Linked DNA regions of Capra hircus: region 2 is linked to region 1. Evidence: chromatin contacts called from public Hi-C data. All regions are on one chromosome and are shown on one strand. Each heading gives the region's core, a stretch centred on a gene start, on an enhancer-like site or on the middle of the called end of the contact. The rest is flanking DNA. Distances are from core to core; before and after follow the strand shown. Region 1 overlaps DIP2B (disco-interacting protein 2 homolog B). Region 2 holds the start of DIP2B (disco-interacting protein 2 homolog B).

Region 1 (4,013 bases), core at 771-3,270:
GAGGAGAAGGGGACGACCAAGGATGAGATGGCTGGATGGCATCACTGACTCGATGGATGTGAATCTGAGTGAACTCCGGGAGTTGGTGATGGACAGGAAGGCCTGGCGTGCGGCGGTTCATGGGGTCGCAAAGAGTCGGACACGACTGAGCGACTGAACTGAACTACACAGAACAATAATAACTAATAATTGAGGGGGTATGTAGACAAGGAGGTACTAAAAATGCATTTGTTCTTAAAGTCCTCGTGCTGTTTGGGAGGAGAATTAAGGTTCTAATTGTGACTTGATTTTGAACAGGCATGTTCTCCAACCACAGTAAATGGAGAAACACTCACCTTTGTAAAGAAAACTGAAAACCTAAGCATCTGACTCAGGAAATTTAGAAAAGGAGTGCAAGGAAGGAAAAACATACAGAAGCTGAAAATGATAAATGAGAAAATAAAGACCCACTAAAAAGAAGATCAACAAAATTAAAAGCTTGTTCTTTGAAATGACACACATCTGGGAAGACTGATCAAGAGAAAAAAGAGAAGAGATAAGAGTTATACACAAACAAAGCAAAGGCTTTAAAAATAAAAGAGAATACTGTCATTAACAATAAATTTGAAAACTTATACAAAACAGAAAAATTCCTAGAAAAATTAAACTTACAGAAACTGACTCACGAAGAAGCGGAAAATGTAACTTGGTAATAGGCAAGAGGTGGGGAATGAAGAGACTGCTGAGATGACTTTTAAGCCTAGATGTTGGGCTTATGAATGGGAGTTCCATTCACTCAGAAGTGGAAACTAGAAGTCTGGGAGATGCTGGATAATGTACTAATAATTTTGTGTGAATGTACACATGTAGGGAGGGGAAGGTGCTGTGGTACAGGTGGTATGAGCATAAGTCATACATAACATTTAATGGCTATGTCTGGATAGGTTGGAATGAAGGTTCCTTTAAGATATATAAATGGAGTTGTTAAATATGCAGTTGGATCTATGATCAGGAGTTCAGGAGAGATCTGAGTTGAAGACACATATTTGGGAGTCATCTATAAATGATCATTAAAGCCACAGGGATGGCTGAAAAGCTCTAGAGAGATGTAGCACTGTTTCTCCATACCAGCAACTGCAGCATCACCTGGGAACCTGACACAAACGCAAATTCTCAAACCTCAACCTGGACCAACTGCATCAGAAACGTTGAGAAGTGACAGGGTCCTGAAATCTGTATATACAAGAAGTCCTCCAGTGATCCCAATGCAGGCTGAAGTTTGAGAACCATGGCTGTAGAGTGAGATGTCAAGAGGGCTTGAGGCTTTGCCTTGAGAATTCCAAGATTTAACAGAAGAGGAGGAGCCTGCAAAGACGACTAGCAGCAACAAGAAGAGGGGAGTGAGAAAATGCGGAGAGTGTTTCTAAAGAAGTGTTTCAAGAGGTAGAGTGGCAAGGGACTGGGACAGGCTGAGAAGCGAACAGCTGCTGAGAAAACAGGGATAATAAGCAGAGACAAGTTCTCAGCAGTCTGATCATAAAGGAGAGATAGGGTAAAGGTGGAAGGCGCAGACTAAGGACGATTTTTTTAAAGAGAAGAGTAATGAGCACGCTGATCTGCTGGGGTAAGAATCTGGCTCAGAGGGAGAGGGTGACTGCACAGGAGCGTCGGGGAACTGACAGCAGTGGCACACCAAGGGGGCGATGCAGCTGTCCGCCTCAGTGGGAGCAGATTTCTACTACTCGCAGCATTTACAATTGCTATCCATGGTGATAAGAAATGGCAGACCAACTTTTTGTTGGCTATATCACCACTTTTCAAGTTTCTACAGACACTGCAGCCCTCACTGCCCGCACCAGGGTGGCGCACCCCCACTGCCCTGTGCTTGGTGTCACTGGGTGATGGAATACGGTTTCTGAAAAGGGAGGAGGGGAGGGGATCCAAAGCACTGGTGGAAGGACTGACCCTGGCTAGGATGGAGAGATCTCCTTTTAACCAGAAGGCAGGAGGTCATAAACATGATGGGCACTAATATGGTGAGTTTGAAGTTCTGATAGCAGGAAGCTGAAAGAGCTGCCATCAAATGACTTCTATTTCCCCCATGAGATCTCGTGCACAACCATCCCCACTGTGAGATGCCATGTCACACTCCCTTGGCCTGCTTTAATCCCTTGGCCTGCTTTAATTAAACATCTGATTTGTCAAATCCACGCTCACTAAGCAACCTTCTATATGTGATCAAGCTCCCCATATAGGCCTGCCCGTGGGGCAAGAATGTGCTGACCACAGAGACTAGAGTGTGTCTCAGTGGTTTCTCACAGTAAATTGATAAACTGGTTTTTGAACATGATTTAGTTTCTATATAACCTGACTACAAAGAGCAGACAGAGCATGGTCCTTTTTATAGTTACATTCCTTATTGAGTTATTTTCTCAGGATCTGATTGCTTCTGCACAAAGTGACTACAGTAAATCTCTGGGCCTACAGAGGCATGGGCCAGATCCATAATTAAGCAGCCAATCAGAGGACTCCCCTTCTGTGACAGGCCTTGCTCAGCAAAAGCTGGCTTTTCATTAGCTGTCACTGGCCTGATTTCTACCTCTTTTCTCTCAATTCATTTCTACATCCATCTGTTCATTAAGATACTTTAAACTGACTATCTAGGCATTGACCTACTAGTTTTTACAGGGAGGAATTTCCAAAAATAGTGCAGGAAATAACACAAGGACGTTGGTGAAATCTATTGGTATACCACCATTATTCATTTATGTATTCCATTATTCATTCAACAAATATTTACAAGCTATATACCTTGTGCAAGGCTTAACATTAGAACCATGGGGGCTCCAGAGTCCTCAAGGGATTTATAATCCAGAAATAAAAGCAATGATTATTAGTTCCACAAAAAACAGTCATGTGGAAACAGACTCTGATTGCAGGGGGGAAATGAGAAATAAAGAAAAAATTCCTCATAGTAAAAGTGATTAAAGTAGAAACAGGCCATCAGAGGAAATCCTGGATGCTGAGTAACTTCAAAAATATGATGACTTAGAAACAGACAGCCTTGCCTAGAGGCAAAGGTTCCAGCAACCCGTCTGGAAATAAGCACAAAAGTGACTCAGGACATTCTGATATATAAAGAACATGCCAGTCTTTCTGCACAAGTCAGGCTGCAAAAAGGTTTATTTAGGGTTCTCATCCCCAAATCCCCAGGTGCTGCAATCTTTGGTTTCTTCTGCAATACCGAATCTGTCCCTCCTTCTCATCTTTGCCTCCCTTGCTTCTCTCCATCACAGTTCATACTCAAGCATTAGAAGCGGTTTTTCTATGACCTAGAATCTTCTGCCATTGAATCATGTCAGCGACACACAGACACAGTGACTACCACCCAAGCTCTGTATGAATGATTTGATGACCTTGGGTATTTTTTAAGTGCCTACCACACAGCAGATGCTCAATTAAGATTCATTTCCTCCTTTCTTTCCTTCCTTTTTTTTCCCTTCCCTGGTGAGGAAGGGAGGGAAAAAACAGGAACCAACAAAAAAGACACATCTCCAGTAAGATAGCATTCATTAGTATAAAAATACTGAGAAGGTTTAAAACCACTTCTCATTACCTACCTTGTGTCTGTGGGATGTAAGGAGACAGGAGTTTTGACCTTTTCTTTTCATATCCCTTCTGTGTGATGTCCCCTAAAATAGCAAGAACAGAAATAGGTTACTCATTATTCTTACTCTGTGGCTGTTCACTGTAAAAATAAAATTAATTACAGAGTGTTACAGAATTACCACATAGAGAGTAGGGGGAAAAAAATGTATGGTTCTTTGCCAAGGATTTTGCTATGTGTGATTTCCCACAGGCTTGGAGCTGACTTCTTGTGGAAAAATTGCAGGGCTGGTCCCTCCCTACACCAATCTAGCGGCGCAACATGCTACATTCCATGTCAGAGATCCCCAAGTTCCTAGGCACCCCTTGTTTCCATGGCATTTAAGATATACTAAAATGGAATGTGCCAAGGCTAGCAGACAAACGAT
Region 2 (4,321 bases), core at 946-3,445, 120 kb after region 1:
TGTAGCATAAATCTTTAAGAAACCATTTCAAATCTCAGCCACATGCCAAACCAAAACAATCCTGCAACAGGAAATAAACCAGGCACTTGACCTGAAGAAATGCTGAAGCCTTAGCCTTAAAATCTGTAGGAGTTTCACACCTTCTTCAAGGAAAGGTGAGCTAGCCAGTATGAGTCCTAGAAACAGTTCCTTGGAATCATCTCTAGAAACAACCAGAGAAGTAAAGAATAATCAGCTGGAAGCAGATACACCAAGAATAAGGAGCTTCCAGGATTTCCCTCTCCATGTAAAAGCAATTAACTCCTATTTTTAATCTCTTTCTGACGCAAACATCCAGCCAAACTTCTCTCCTTCTAGCTAATCAAAGATAGCTGATGTGTTACTCTAACTTGCTTTAAAAGTCCAATTTGAATGAAAGTCATCATGGATTGAATGACAATGCTTTAGTCTAGAAGAATGAGGTATTTCGAGAGGTAGAATCAAGATAGCAATGCCCTGAACATTTCACAGAAACAGACTCATCCACCACAACTGATACCGGGGACTGGCCAAAGAGTAACTTCCCAACTGATTAACCGAAAAATAATACGTTGCTAATTGAGTGCAAATGAAAAGGGCACCTCCCTATACATTGGGAAACCCTAACAAGGTTATTAAAAATAATTATTTCCCTCCATGCCCAAGTGACTTTGTAACATTCAAATCGATTTGGGTTTTTTTTGTTTTTTTTTTACTGTAAAGGATGGGGGGAGGGGGTGTGTAGAGAGAATGCCTTGATAAGTAAACAAAAAGTCAAAACTCTCCTGGAAACTTGTCACACTCTTCTTTTCCAATCAGCAATTTTTAATCCACTTGAAAAATGCTAGTGGAGAGGGCTTTTGGCAAAGAACTCAAGAATATGCAACTCTGGGGGCACCACCACAGTACTGATATCAAGCTTGGAGAGAATGCTGCTTTTGTCTCAGAGGCAGCCTGTGACAAAAACAGGAACTTTATGGAGAACTGATCACAACTGCCCAAGAAGCCTGATCACATGCCCACCACAGGGCAGCGTTTCTCTCATTGTTGTCCAGGGACTTCTTGAATAATAGTAGCTCGATTTATTCCATTCTTTTAATTCTCAAAACCAATCCAAGCGTCCTTGTAACAATCCATTGTCAAAAGAAAGACCGTGCCGGCCAGGATTTGCAATGTAACCAGTAGCCACCTCTCTCCTTTCCTAAGATTCCAAAAGGAGATCAGATGCGGAAAATTCAGCCCGAATACAGGCACCGAGGGAAGAAAACAACAACAACAACCCTTTTGACAAACGTGGTCTAAAAGCCGCCCCGTGTGTCTCTCTGGGTTAATGCCACTGCTTCTGGCCTCCTTAGAACCCTCAACGGCCCACCCCGCTTCTATCTCACTCCTGTCACTGGGGAGGCATCTCGCATTGTTAAACAAGGAAGAAGAAATGCTGGCGGATTTCCCCTGTGTCTCTCTCTTTTTCTGAAGGGGGGAAGGGGAGCTGAAACAGGCGTGGGGCCCTCCCCTGGAAGAGAGTACAGGAGGACCTGAGCAAGCTGTCAGCCACCCCGCCGGCGGCCTCACCCCCACCCCGCCCCCACCGTGCCCCGGCGCCCGGGCAGAAGCCTGAAGCGGGAGGACACAGCTTTGTCTGGGGTTTGGGGGGACAGGGGAGCGCAGAAGCAGCCCGAGCCTGAAGACCTCTCCCCCCAGCCCCGGCTCCCCCGCTCCCAGAGAACACAATCAACCACACGGAAAGCCACTTTCCGGGGTAGGAGAGGAGGAGAGCGACCCTTCACGTGAAGCCCAGGCCAGATTTCCGGCACCCTCCTCCCCTCTGCCCGCACGGCCACCAGGGCGCGCGGTGGGAACCCGGTCTCCCCTCGCCGCGATCCGCAGCGGCGCCCGGGCGCCCGCTCCCTCGCCCGGCTCCTACCCTCCGAGAGCTCCAGCTCCAGCTCCGCCAGCTGCGCCCGCACTTCGGGCGGCAACGCCGCCACCGCAGCCGGCGAGGGCTCCAGGCCTCGCTCCGCCATCCCGGCTCTACCAGCCACACTCCGGAAGACAAACGAGGGGGCCGAAGGAGGGACGGACTGACGCGGGCCCACACCCCGGCTACAGGATCCGGCTCCGGCCGCCGAGCGCCGCCAGCGCACCCACTGCCGCCGCCGCCATGAGCAAGGGTCACGTGAACCCGGCGGCCCCGCCCCCGGACCCAGGACGCACCGCCTCCGCAGGCGAGTCAAGCTGCGGACTCCCGGGCTGATGGCGCCCTCTACTGGGAGATTCCTGAAACTACGAGTCCAAGCCCGGGGCCACGATTTCTCTCCAGAGAAATGGGCTCACTGTGTTGCTGTGGACCCGGACGTTTACCTTTTACGAACTCGCGAGGAAGGAGTTCTCAGGGGCCCCAGGCCTTGCTTTTTCCAGTTCTCTGCACCTAATAGTGTATGCTTTTATCTTGCCCCTTTATTCGTTTCCCGGGCTAATTGACACCACCCATTCATAATGACTTGAACTCAGGCAGTTCTTTTCACTGGGGCTTCCTGGTCACATTTACCAGGAGCTCTTTGTTTCTAAGGGGCTTCCCAGGTGGCGCTAATTGGCAAAGAACCCGCCTGCCAAAGCAAGACATGTAAGACACTCAGGTTCCAATCCCTGGATCTAGAAGATCCCCTGGAGGAGGGCATGGCAACCCACTCCAATATTCTTGCCTGGAGAATCCCATGGACAGTAGAGCCTGGCAAGCTATGTTTCTATTTCAGTTCTAGCATTTAAGACAGAAGGAGGAGAATCTGCGTCCTCCTGCCTAGACTTCTGACCTCTTCCCAGAGGAGAACTTTGTCTTCCTTATCTTTTTATCATTCTTAATGTATCATTAATAGGTGTTCCAAAAGTATTAGTATTTTAATTCAACTTAAGGATCCAGACCTGTATGTATTTTTTACTACTTACGTATTTATTTTTAAATTTTTGGTTGCTCTTTCTTGCTGTGTGCTGGCTTTCTATAGCTCGGTGAGATGGGGCTACTCTTCATTGCCTTGCACAGGCTTCTCACTGAAGTGGCTTCTCAATGTTGTGGAGCACAGGCTCTAGGCACTTGGGCTTCAGTAGTTGCAGCAGGTGGGCCTCAGTAGTTGTGGCCCGTGGGCTTTCGTTGCCCATGGAATGTAAAAATCTTCCCAGACCAGGGCTTGAACCCATACTCCCTGCGTTGGCTGGCAGATTCGAGTTCACTGTACCACCAGGGAAGTCCAGACCTGTGGGTGTATTTATCAGAAACTACTGGGACAGTTGGGAGAAGGCAATGGCAACCCACTCCAGTAGTCTTGCCTGGAAAACCCCATGGACAGAGGAGCCTGGTAGGCTGCAGTCCATGGGGTCGCGAAGAGTCGGATACGAGCGACTTCACTTTCACTTTTCACTTTCATGCACTGGAGAAGGAAATGGCAGCCCACTCCAGTGTTTTTGCCTGGAGAATCCCAGGGACGGGGAGCCTGATGGGCTGCCATCTATGGGGTCGCACAGTCAGACACGACTGACGTGACTTAGCAGTAGCACTGGGACAGTTGCTTTAAATTGCCATTCTTTAATAGTATTGTCTTTTATGTAAATGCCAAATCTCCCCATACAGTTTGAGAGAATTCCAGTATTTTTTTTCCCCTTCCATGCTAGTCCAAAATTGGTGCTTTGAGAGTTAAGGCCTCAGCATCTATTCTGTGGTAGTTTATGGGCTGGAAGGGGGAAAAAATTTTTTTTTAGGCTGAGAAAAGAATTTCAGCTTGGAAAAAGGCGTGTAACATCATGCCTGATTGGATAGTAGAGTTTGAAATTTCCTTTTAACTGCAACAATGTAAGAAAAATCTGTGGGAATGTAAGTATATCTGTCCTCTGGTTTACAATGAGGACTGTGGCAGCTTTTTTTTTTTTCTTTAAGGTCACAAATTTGTTGATATTCCTCCCATCAAAAAAGTGAGGTCCAGGGCTTCCCTGGTGGTCCAGTGGTTAAGAATCCACCTGCCAGACATCGGAAACAGACTTGGGGACACAGAGGGGGAAGGAAAGAGTAAGACAAATTGAGAGAAGAGCATGGAAACATATACATTACTGTATGTCAAACAGATAGCAAGTGAGAATTTGCTGTGTAAAACAGGGAGCCCAACGCAGTGTTCTGTGGCAGCCTAGAGGGATGGGCTGGGGAGGGAGATGGGCTGGGGAGTTCAGGAGGGAGGAGACATACGTCTAGGTGTGGCTGATTTGTGTTGATGTGTGGCAGAGGCCAACACAATACTGCAGAGCGGTTGTTCTCCAGTAA

What was found. Hi-C and Micro-C count contacts between places; a contact is called where the count stands out from the background.
Region 2: a Hi-C map of liver shows a contact between it and region 1, with 3 times the contacts expected there. The contact joins the promoter of DIP2B here to the enhancer-like site in region 1. A contact is called at or near these places in 4 of 5 Hi-C or Micro-C datasets (blood and liver).

Annotation. Positions count from the first base shown.
Region 1 is chr5:28,947,716-28,951,728 of ARS1.2, forward strand. It overlaps DIP2B (disco-interacting protein 2 homolog B), which reads right to left. Exons shown (of 37, transcript XM_018047794.1): 2 at 3,600-3,671. Among named protein-coding and RNA genes, the nearest start is that of DIP2B, 120 kb to the right of the region's middle. Within about 2 kb of position 2,021, at least 1 of the 5 cell types and tissues checked has an H3K27ac peak or open chromatin away from gene starts, as enhancers often do.
Region 2 is chr5:29,062,601-29,066,921 of ARS1.2, forward strand. DIP2B (disco-interacting protein 2 homolog B) reads right to left here and starts at 2,196. Exons shown (of 37, transcript XM_018047794.1): 1 at 1,943-2,196. The coding sequence starts at 2,042.